2 separate regions of the Mus musculus genome follow, and region 1 is linked to region 2. Evidence: chromatin contacts called from public Hi-C data. All regions are on one chromosome and are shown on one strand. The core of a region is the stretch at or near the end of the contact, and the rest is flanking DNA. Distances in the headings are between cores, read along the strand shown.

Region 1 (5,896 bases), core at 2,316-4,815, 66 kb before region 2:
TGAGCCACCATGCCAGTGTCTACATGGCACTAGAGGAGAAATCCAGGATTCGTGTATGCCAGGCAACATTCTACCACCTGAGCACAGCCCGCCGCACCAGATTTCTCCTTTCCTTGCACCCACCCTGGTAAGGAGGTCCTGGTTCATGGAGAAATCCTGCAATGACACCACAGTCACACACTGCCACAATGACAACTGCTTCATGCTTCTGATCATCTCTGAGGACTGACAGACCTGAGATTATAAGCACACACTATACTCACTCACCAACCACTATCAGAATGTAAAATACAGTACACGTGCTAAGTTAAGCCCAAATAATGACAGCTAACATTTACCAAATGTGCCGAGCAATTTATAGCCACAAATTATTATAGGAAAATGTTAGTGCCAGGGTTGGACTACCTTACCATGAATTGTTGGTCAGGGTTTGCTAAAGGAACAGACAGAATGGAGGATCAGAGTGTTTATTAAAAGGGGATTTATTATTAAAAGGAGATGCAGTAGTCCACCAACGGCTGTCACTCACTGTACAGGCCAAGAAACAGGCAGCTGTTCAACCCACGGGGCTGGATGTCTCAGTGGTCCCATTCAAATCACCAGGGATGCCCTCGAGGTACCCCAAACAGGCTATCGCAACTGCTGTTGGTTGCCCACCATTATGAGACGGTAAGAACTTGTTGCTGAAGACAGTACAAGCTTTGATTTCATGACAAAGAGAAACCAAGCTGAAACTGAGCTGGACGCTTCCCCGCTGCTGGCCATGGTTCACAGGGTGGAAGATGCTATGCAGCCTGCTAAGGAAGAGCTCCCATCAACAGTGTCACTCAGTTGTGGATGCTTCATCCTACAGTAACGACCTGCCCAGCAAGATGGGCCAGGACACTTACAGGCTAACCAACAGCTTGCACTGCAGCCTTCTCCACAGACAGCAATTCCTTATAGCCTAGTCAAAGCCCATGTGGAGAAGACCCAGGCCCTAGTGGGGAGTCACTGCTGTTGAGCTCCTAAATGGCTATGATGTATCTGTCAAACTGCTTTCTAAATATTTAGGTTTATGCCTATAGATTAGTAATGGAGTCAGCTTTGCTCACAGACGCTTCGTTTGCAGTGGGCGGTGGCTACTGAGGCTCATAAGTGGCCAAGGTGCTGGAAGTAGGGGACTACTGAGTGCTCAGTCTAAAGGGGGGCATTTCACCCCCTTCAAGGTTCAGAGAGCATCACAGAAGAGGGGATAGAAAGAATGTAAGAGGCAGAAGAGGGGAGTGGCGTGTGGAATGCTGCCTCTGGGTAGGACATGCTGTGGCCCTGTGAACTCTTAGCAGCTGTGCCTATCTGTACAGAAGTCTATGAGACTGAGCCCATCAATATTTAGTCACAGAAGCGGGCAGGGCTTCATAAGGCCCCGCTCGTCTCTGAGGACTTACAGACAGTCCATGGTGACTGAGAAAGAGGCACTTCTTCAGCCATGGAAACACTAGTAAGTTACTTGTGCTCTTATAAATAAATCCTCATGTGTGTTCCCATAAGCCATCCTAATTAGACTGGCTGGGTCATCAAAGAGGGGAGCTGTGGAAGGGGAGACAATGTGGGAAGAGAGGGTATCAGCAGGAGTAGGAAGGTGATGGAGGTAAGTATGATCAAAACACACACATACACACGAATTTAAACATCACATGGGGCAGGGGAGACGGCTCAGCAGGGAAAGCACTGGCCACACAGGCCTGACAACCTGAGTCTACGGAGTTTGATCCCCAAGGCCCACCGAAAGGTGGAAGGAGTCAACTCCACAAAGCCGACTTCTCACCTCCACACACCACAGCACAGGCTGGCACTCACACACACACAAACTACAGTAATGGTATTTTTAAAAAGTCAGTCAAATTTATCAGATAAAATTAATATATGCTAGGAACAAACTAAAACATGCAGAGCTTTTTTTTTCTGAGATCTTGTTTCCATGCCACTGGGAGAACAACTTCTAGCCAAAGCAATTAGAAGCAACCCAAAATACCCTTGTGGCCTTCTAGCAGTTACTGTTGAGAAAGCAGAGGCATCAGGGAGCGGGGAGTAAAATGCCGTCCAGCTCCATCACACCTTAAGCCTCAGTCTTAGGCAAGCCGTTCACTTTTCTCAGGCACAGGTTCCTCATCTACAAGAGCGGGTGACATCACCAGCTGCCTGACACTGTCTGTGAAGACTAAATGAGATAATACGCCTCAAAAAACTTCTTAAGCATCAAGTTGCTCTAAGCACTTCTCAGAAGAGATAAATACCCCTATTCTTGTTATGAATATACCGGGTGACAGGCATGGCACAAGTACAGAACCTTTTAAGAGGTCAGTAACTTCCCCCCTCTGAGCAGACTACAAAGTAAAACTGTGGGTGGGGAATGGCCAGGGTGTCTAGAATACCCATATGCACTAGCAAGCTACACACCTAAGTCCTTCTGGTTCCAAGTCATCTTCCCCTTCTTGGAAGGCTCCATCCCATTAGTGATAAGTAGTACTTAACCACGTGTTTTGTGGAGGGGGAGGGGCTCAACAGGACCCACCCCTACACGAGGATTTATGGGCAGTTAACGGTTGCTAGGGGGAGGGGCTCACAACACAGCCACCCATTCCTGAGGTGTTGTGTCCCCACCACCACCACACCCCCAAACCTAACACCTCACATGAGTTATTGGTGATTGAGGGAGTAGCAGGCATTTTCTTCTGTAGTGTAGCCACGGGCAAAACGCCCATGCTCCTCAAAAGAACCTAATTTTTGTAAACTGCGCTAGGGCATGGAATTAGAAGGGACTAAAAAGTGAAGGGAAAGGGTCAGTGGGAGGGGAGCACGAATAAAATAAATTATACACACGGATGAAACGTCATCATGAAACCCGTTATATGCAATTAACATGTTTTGTTTTGTTTTTTTAAGCATCATGTCCCAAGCTACTCCAGACGCCCTGCTTCCCACGAAGGGCAATCCCATGATCTGATTTACAGATGAGAAGACTCAACGCCACGCTATGCAGCCTCAAACTCAAGCACTCAGACTTCAAACAGTTCTCTTGGTCTCCACATAGAGTATCCTGGCCGTTCACCCTCTTCCCACTTGGAGCCCTTTCATATACAAGTCTCCTCGGCAAGTGTCAAGACCCCAATGGGCAGACAGGTCTGCTGCTGCCAGAGAAGGCAAGGGGTTTGTCCAAGGTCACACAGCGAGCCAGGCACCGCCCTGAGGCTCGGACCTCAGGTTCTTGCTTCCTGAGCTGCCTTTCCAGCCAGGGCCTGGGACTGTGGCCCCGGACCGGCCGTGAGGAGCGAGCACGGGCGGCCGAGACTGGGGGGTCGTACCGGCCGCGCCCGAGAAAAAGCCGGGTGGTCAGAGATACCACAGAGGCCGGACAAAGGATGCTGCGGCTCGCAGAGCAACGACATCGGGATAATGCTGGGCGCCCCGCGGTGACCCCAGCATCTCGAACTCACCTGCGGCCGCAGCCGAGAGCGGGCGGCGGCGGCGAACCCGGGGCTCAGCCATTCCCAGCTGCCCCGGATGGGGAGAGACCGCGGCGCTCACTTCCTTAGCAACCCGGCTCGGCGACCCACTTCCTTAGCAACCGCGTCAATTTCAATAACTTTATTGGGCCTCCGAAGCGAGGAGCTCGCCGAGGGGCGGAACCCGGAGTGCAGCGGCGTTTTCCAGGTTCCCAGCGCGCGGACACTCTGACCCTCCTAGGCACCCGGACTCGGTCCTCTGGTCTCGGGTGCCTCAGTTTCTCCGTTTGTGAAACAGAGCCCAGTATCTTGGTCACACTACGCGCTTTCATCCTCCCCTTCTGAAAGCTCTTTCAGGTCAGTTCTCTGATCTGGGTCTCAGATTAGTATTGAGTGGCTCCCAATTAAGGCCACCCAGGGATGAAGGAAAATCTGTCCTGCCTGTCACTTTCATTTGGCCATCGAGTCCCACAGTCTGCCTTTCATATATTCCTGCTTTTCTCCACTTTTTTAAAGAACAGCACCACAAGCAAGGCCAGGCCACCTGTCATCTTTAGACTCGACTGCAATTCTTGTTCTCTGTTAATAGAGTATAAGGCCTGACCATCCATTCCCGGCGAGGTGACCTGAATAATAATTTAAAACCTGAAGCACATCCCTGCAAGGCATCCTTGGAGTCCCACTATTCTTACCATCAACTCAAAAAACTTTGGTTGAGCTTGATGGCTCATGACTATAGTTCTAGCACTCGGGAAATGGAGGCAGGAGGATGAACAGCTCAAGACCATGCTTGGGTACAGAGCAAGTTCCGAACTACACAGCGAGACTCTGTCCCTCAGTATCAAAAATAAATACACATAATTGTAGGGAAAAGATGCTACCCTCTGATGGCTCAGTGGGTAAACGCGTTTGACGGCTTGAGGTAGATTCCAGGGACCCACCCGGCAGGAGAGAAACAACTTAGGTTGTCCTCTGACTTCAGCACATGCAAACCAGCTGGGCTGGGAGTGCATGGTTGGCATCTCGACTAGATAGTCTGAACAATAATTTGAAAACCGGAATCACATCAAGTCATCCTCCCTGCATAGCATCTTTGGAGTCCGGCTACCCTTCCATCAAAGCAAAAAGCACTCTGGAAGGAGGAGTGGGCAGATCTCTGAGTTGGAGGCCAATGTGGTCTACAGAGCAAGTCTAGGAGAGCTGGAGCTACACACAAAGAAAAAAAAAAGATACCTACCAAACTGACGCAAAGTAAAGTTTACCTGTATTGGTTACAAACACATTATGTGTTGTTTACAAGAACATAATGCAATATATGTGTTTATGTTTCATCTCTTCTGTATCTCTTGGTAGTTTCTAGGGCTAATAATTGCCAAAATTTTCTCTCATTTTCATTAGTTCTTTTAGTTGCTCTTTGTACCCTCTCCCATTCTGGGCTGTTGTGTTTTGTTTTGTTTTAAGATTTATTTATTTATTGCATATAAACACACTATAGCTGTCTTCAGACACACCAGAAGAAGGCATCTGATCCAATTACAGATGTTTGTGAGTCACCATGTGGTTGCTGGGAATTGAACTCAGGACCTCTGGAAGAGCAGTCAGTGCTCTTAACCGCTGAGCCATCTCTCCAGCCCCTGGGCTGTCCTTAAATTCACTAGGAAAACAAAAATAACCTGGAACTTCTGATCCTCCTGCCTAAGTTCTGACATCACAGGCACATTGCACCACGTGACATTTACGTGGTGCTGGAGACAGAACCCAGGGCCTCCCAGACGGGTGTTTTGTTGTTGTTATTGGTAGTGGTGGTTTTGTTTGTTTGCTTTCTTGCATTTTCCCGAGGCAGTGTTCTCAGTGTAGCCCTGGCTGTCCTGGAATTCACTCTTTAGTCCAGGCTGGCCTTGAACTCAGATATCTGCTTGCCTCTGCCTCTTCTGTATTAGTTATTTTTCTGTTGCTCTGATGAAGCCCCATGCCAATGCATTTTATAGAAGAAAGCATTTTTGGGGGGGATTTTCACTCCCAGCACTGGGATCACAAGTACGTGCTACGACATGGCTTTAAATTGTTTTTAAACTTCTTTACCATTTTACGTGTATGAATGTTTGCCTGCATGTACGCATGTGCACCTCGTGAGTGTCTGGTTCCTGAGGTGGTAAGAAGAAGGCATCATATTCATTGGAACTGGACTTACACACAGCCAGTTGTGAACTGCCCTTTGGGTGCTGGGAATTGAACCCTGGTCCTCTGCAAAAGCAGTCAGTGCTCTCAACGACTGAGCCAACTCCCCAGCCCCCAATGTGGCCTTTTAATCTGGGTGCTGGGGGTTGAACTCAGGTCCTCATGCTTGAGTAACGAACTCACTCAGCTGTTACCCTCGACCACTATGGCTGGCTTTACTATGACTTGGTTTA
Region 2 (5,442 bases), core at 1-2,500:
AGCTGTGGTATCTTTTGATGAGAAAGGCAGGAACATTTAGGCAGAATTATACTTTCCAGGTACTGACCTACACAAGTTTGAGGGCTGAGACTACAGGAATGTTGCCACACTTGGATTGTGGAGTGCAGGGGCAGTTACATCCTAGCTCTGGGGCTATCCCAGACACAGGCCCTGATGAGAGGACCTCTTTTAAAATGAAACAAAACAAGGAGAGTGTCCCTGTCCTAGTTTGCTTAGTTAAAATAGTAACCAAAACCAGCTTGGGAGTGAGAGGGTTTATTTCATCATACAGGTTACAATTTATCATTGGGGACTTGGTTCTGGAAACTGGACAAGGGGATGAGAGTGAAGAAAGGACAGATATGTGCATGAAAAACTAGGATTAGTGTGGCACACCCTCTGCTGAAGCCAAGCCAGCTGCAGCAATTGGAACCTCCGTGCATTTTATTAGGTATGGCATTTTATTAGGTATGGCGTGAGAAGGAAGGGTTAGTGTTGATAGTCTCTCTGGGCAAGCAGTCTCAAGCTGTAAACATCTGGGGGGGAGGGGTACAAGCTGTAATTAATGCTTTCTGTCCACTTACCAGCATTCCCGGGAACACAGAACCAGAGGAAGGCTTTGGCAGTTTGTAAGTCTGAGGCATTGATCCTTATCAGTAATAAACATTTCATCAGGGCTTCCTCTGCTCCTCACAGCCTTCAGCTACCTTTCCTACACAGCCCAGGCCATCGGACAAGGGATGGCACTACCCACAGTGGGGCTGTGCCATCCTATATCAATTAGCAACCATGAAAGCACTCCATAAATGTTCACAGGTCAATACAATGGAGCAACTTTAGATTGTTCCTGGCCTCTCATCTTTCTAGGGCTTTCCCAGCAGCTTCATTGCCTGACAGTTACGTTTATCTTTAGTTCCCAGTTTGAATCTGGTAAGCCCTCTGCCTATGCCAGGATAATACATCCTGACAAGACTGCACGTGTCCTATCTGCCAGCCCTAAAGCTGCAAAGAGCCAGGGAAGGAAAACAACCCTCCCGTGTTGTGCTGGCTTTGATGCAAGGTTACAACCACATCTGCTGAGTTGGGCCTGACTCCTAATGCCTGCTCTTTTCCTAGTCTATACCAGCCCAGCATTTTTTTTTTTCATCACCTGCCCTTCTAACCTGGAACCAGTTCTGTTTGACTCAGGTGGTCTCATCTTCCCTGTCTCCTGCAGTGGAGTGACTCTAGCAAGTCACATCCGGCAGGGGGGTGCAAGGGGCGGAGCTCGCCCCAGAGAGGAGACCCTGCCTGCCGCCTGCATCTCTACTGCCGCGACATACCACAATCCTGCGGGTGCTCTCCTGGCCGCTCCAGCCAGACACTCAGTAGGTGATGGCGTGGGAGGGGATCGGGGTTCTGGAGGCGACCATGTGCCTGCCGCCCATACAAGAGCGGGATGCACACCCGGCCCGGCCCCGTGTCCCCGGAGCTGAGCCGCTTAGGCCCTGCAACCCCGCAGCCAGCCCTGCAACCGCACCGCCTTCCTCAGAAAACACTGGAGAGAACTCTGCCTCCCGCGTTCTGAACCTGGATGGCTGCGAGAAGGGCTCGGGTAATGGGGTGGGGACCAAAGGAAAGACTGAGGAAGTGACGACTGAGGAAGACTCTGTAGCCGCGGAGGAGCCTGCGGAGGTGGGGGAGAAGCTGGAGTGGGTCGCGGAAGCCCAGGAGAGCCTGAGGCCTCTGGACCTCAGGGCTCTTATCGTGGACCCTCTAGAGGCCATCCAGTGGGAGTTAGAGGCCATGAGTGCCCAGGCGGATGGGGCCCACCTGCAGCTGGTGCGCAGGTTTGGGAGGATGCGTCGGTTGCACCTAGCCCGTAGGAGCTTCATCATTCAAAATATTCCAGGCTTTTGGGTCACTGCCTTCCTGAACCACCCACAGCTATCAGCTATGATCAGCCCTAGGGATGAAGACATGCTTGGCTACCTGATGAATTTGGAGGTGAGGGAGCTCAGGCACTCCAGAACAGGTTGCAAGTTCAAGTTCCTGTTTGAGAGCAACCCTTACTTCCGAAATGAGGTGATAGTGAAGGAGTATGAGTGCAGAGCCTCAGGCGGTGTGGTGTCCATTGCTACTCGCATCCTCTGGCACCGAGGCCAGGAACCTCCTGCCTTGGTGCACAGGAACCGGGATGCCGTGCGAAGCTTCTTCAGCTGGTTTTCACAGCATAGCCTCCTAGAAGCTGACAGGGTGGCCCAGATCATTAAAGATGACCTGTGGCCCAACCCTTTGCAATACTACTTGCTGGGGCAAAGGCCCTACAGAGCTAGACGAAGCCTTGCAAGGTGGTCAGCAGAGGCTCGGCCAAGGCCCTATGGGTTCCAGTCTGGCTAAGTCCTGCTCTGATACTTGGTGCTTACATAGGACTCCTGCTCTCTCCCTGCCAACCTGCCTATGTCTAGGCCAGTGCTCTACTGTCTGCCTTCTCCTCTGTGACTTCTGAATCCTTAGCGTGTTTGGTGGACTCGGGGCCAAGGCTGTGATCTTCACGCTGTTCTATGTCATGTACTTCTCATACGCCACTGTACTTATAGCAGGCACCCAATGTTATGGATGTATACTGTCATCATGGCTTTGGCCTGGACCACATGTAAAACATGGCCTTTCACTTACTTGCCACCACGACTGACAAGGCTTCACAAGGACCAGCTCCTGTTGGAGGCCTAGCTCTTCAAAGTTTGACAAGTGCTGACTGTCCCAAACTGAGGTGTGACACCTAAGATGAAGCGGGTGCATTTGGTCCTGATGGGCAACCAGACTTGGATACCCCATGGCTCCAAGACCGCAGACAGAGCAGCTCCTACCGACTGGACTATTGAGGATCTGCAGCCTGGACAGCCAGGTGAAGAGACATGGGCGGGGCCTAAGGCCAGAAGTACACTATTCCTGACCATGCTGCTCTCTTCATCCTATGCGTGCCCCTCCTATAGCCTGGTGTTGGCTTGTGAAGACCCGTGTTGTACCCTACCCATGCCTGGCCATTGGCTTTCTGAGGAGTTCTACCTTGTCTACCATCATCCTTGTTGCCTGCTGTCAGGTCTGGAAGGGTCACCTGTCAATGTCGTGAGCGCTCCTACTACCATAGAGATTATAGTAGGCTGGCATATCTGGGTGTGTGCTCAAGGCAGGAGCAAGGTTGGTAGTCCTTTAAGAAGCCTCATTCCAAGACCTACACAGAACCCAGACCTCTTGTCAGCTTCTCCTACACCTACCTGTTTTTAAGCTGCCAGGTTGTAGGTCCTGGAGAAGGGAGGCTTCTGGCCATGGGGCTTGCTTCCACTGGCAGAGATATCACATGGCTTTTAATGGAACAACGCTGAAACATATCTGAAGATGCTATTTGTTTCCCCAAATAGCTAAGGAGACCGGTTCTTGAATTTGCCTGTCTCCAGTGAGGAAGACTAAACTCTGAACTGCTGGTGTTCTCTGCCCACTTTGCTCTGGTTTCTCTAGCGAGGCTTAGAATATCCAGAGTACCCAGTGTCGGGCTGGGGCAGGGATGGTTAATCACTTCATTTTACACTGTGTTCTTTTAAAGAAACTTTAGTCTCCCCTCCTCCTCTGCCCCTCTACCCCTTGTGGGTTCCTATAGATAAAAGGCTAAACTGCCCTGCCCTCCGAGTTCCCCCCAGGTTGTCATCTCACGAAAGGCCTTGCTCTCTGCTCCCTAGGACATGGGGGCATAAAATAATGGAGATGGAGAACCCTCATCTCCCTTTCTTTTGATTCACCAATATATTTTGTAAATTAGAAGAGAAACATAATATTGCCATGTCTTGACTCTTTTCTGGTCCAGTAATGAGCTTATGTGAGCAGGAAGTTAACGTGGTTTCCATTTTGTGCCTGTTGAGTAAGACCCATGCATCATCAACTTCTCTGCCATTGCTGAAAAACTGAGCACACAGGCCTGCTCAGGTTGAGTTGAGGACATTTGCAAGGTAGCTTTGCACCTTATAACTGCTCTGTACCGCTTGGGCATTTGTGACTGTTTACTGTTGTTATTAAGTTGTAGCCTGGCACTATAATTTTATCTTACAACCAGAGTTTGAATCCTGTGATTTTGCAGGACTTAAGGCTGGACATTGTTACTGTATTCTGTGTGAGTAACCCCTAGAGGTAACCCTGAAATGGATGGTCTTGATGCTTCTGACCTCCTGAGCCCTATTCCAACTGATCTGTTTCCACATGGAGAAATGTTCTTTGTGCAGTCAGAAGAGGGTTTATCTCTGACATTTATGATAAAGAATAAAAACCTTCTGATCTGGCAGAAAAATAATTTAGGTCATATTATTTCCTCTTCCAAAAGCCTCTGTTCATGAACAGGCAAGAAAAGGAACCCTTATCACAAGGACCCAAGCCCTGCCTCTGCTGGTCCTTGTGCCTCCCCACACCTTCTCTCAGCTCAATGGTTTCTTCCCCTCCCCCTGACACACACATGCACACATGTACACACAATGCATTTGATTGCCATTCCTGAGATGCATCAGATGGGTTCCAGCATTTGCTCTTCCCCTTTCTGGAATTTTTCTTAACCTACAAGTTTGGGTCTTCCCACTTATTCACGTCTCTGCTACTATTTCTTTGAAAGCCTTCCCTGCTCCCACCTTGGGAATTTTCTCTTTATTACACCTAACTCTGCAATGATGTTTTTCTGTCTTCTTCTCTTGCTCCCATGAATCGGGAGAACAGGGACCCATCCACCTGCTGTTTAGCACCCCTGGTTCACTGTTCAGCATCTCCCAATTATCAGCATGGATGAGTGACCTTATCCGAGGGTGCTAGAGTGCTGTGTGCGGTTCTGACGAGATAAAGAACAGGGCACATCTCTTGTCCAAAGGACTGCAGTTGGGTGGAGAGGGGTGGAGTGATAAGGGGTGACTATACAGTTTGTCATCCCACTGGAACACATATGCAAGTGAAAACTCACTCCTAGAAATCACCAGGACAAGAGCCCACACTGCCACATGATGCTCACTCCAAACAGAGGCCATAATTCAGTCCATGGCTGGCAGCTCACCCCACTGAAGCTGACAGGAAATGGAAGACTTCTCTGGTACAGAATTCTGAGGGTAGCCTGATTGAATTTTTTGAAACAGTGTCTCATTATGTAGTCATGGCTTGCCTGGGACTGGTTAATATAGACCAGGCTGGCCTCAAACTCATGGAGATCTGCCTGCCTCTGCCTCCCAATTAGTGACACTGTAGGCAAGGCCCACCATGCCTGGTCTCGAGATGATCTTTGAGGAGTAGGCAAAAGTTTAATAAGCAGTGTTCTGGCAGAGGAATGGAGCTCAACGAGAGGACTAAGTAATCTAGCTTGTGTGAGGCCCTGGTTCCATCCCAGCAATGCAAATAAATAAAACTAACATGTGAGTCTGGAGAAGGGACTTTCTGGCA

Evidence for each region. Hi-C and Micro-C count contacts between places; a contact is called where the count stands out from the background.
Region 1: a Hi-C map of Th1 cells shows a contact between it and region 2, with 2.1 times the contacts expected there. The contact joins the promoter of Kif3b here to the promoter of Tspyl3 in region 2. A contact is called at or near these places in 11 of 39 promoter capture datasets (the HPC-7 cell line, HPC-7-derived erythroid cells, cranial neural crest and 7 more), 1 of 15 datasets of contacts at CTCF or cohesin (CD8 T cells), 7 of 484 Hi-C or Micro-C datasets (B cells, CD4 T cells, Th1 cells and 4 more), 8 of 115 datasets of contacts at active chromatin or transcription factors (the 230-238 cell line, CD8 T cells, Th17 cells and 3 more) and 4 of 9 other capture datasets (adipose tissue, embryonic stem cells, liver and 1 more).

Annotation. Positions count from the first base shown.
Region 1 is chr2:153,289,085-153,294,980 of GRCm38.p6, reverse strand. Kif3b (kinesin family member 3B) reads right to left here and starts at 3,565. Exons shown (of 9, transcript NM_008444.4): 1 at 3,477-3,565. Gm39961 (a long non-coding RNA gene) reads left to right here and starts at 3,555. Exons shown (of 3, transcript XR_866869.2): 1 at 3,555-3,842.
Region 2 is chr2:153,221,249-153,226,690 of GRCm38.p6, reverse strand. Tspyl3 (TSPY-like 3) reads left to right here and starts at 1,250. Exons shown (of 1, transcript NM_198617.2): 1 at 1,250-4,321. The coding sequence starts at 1,375. The coding sequence ends at 2,379.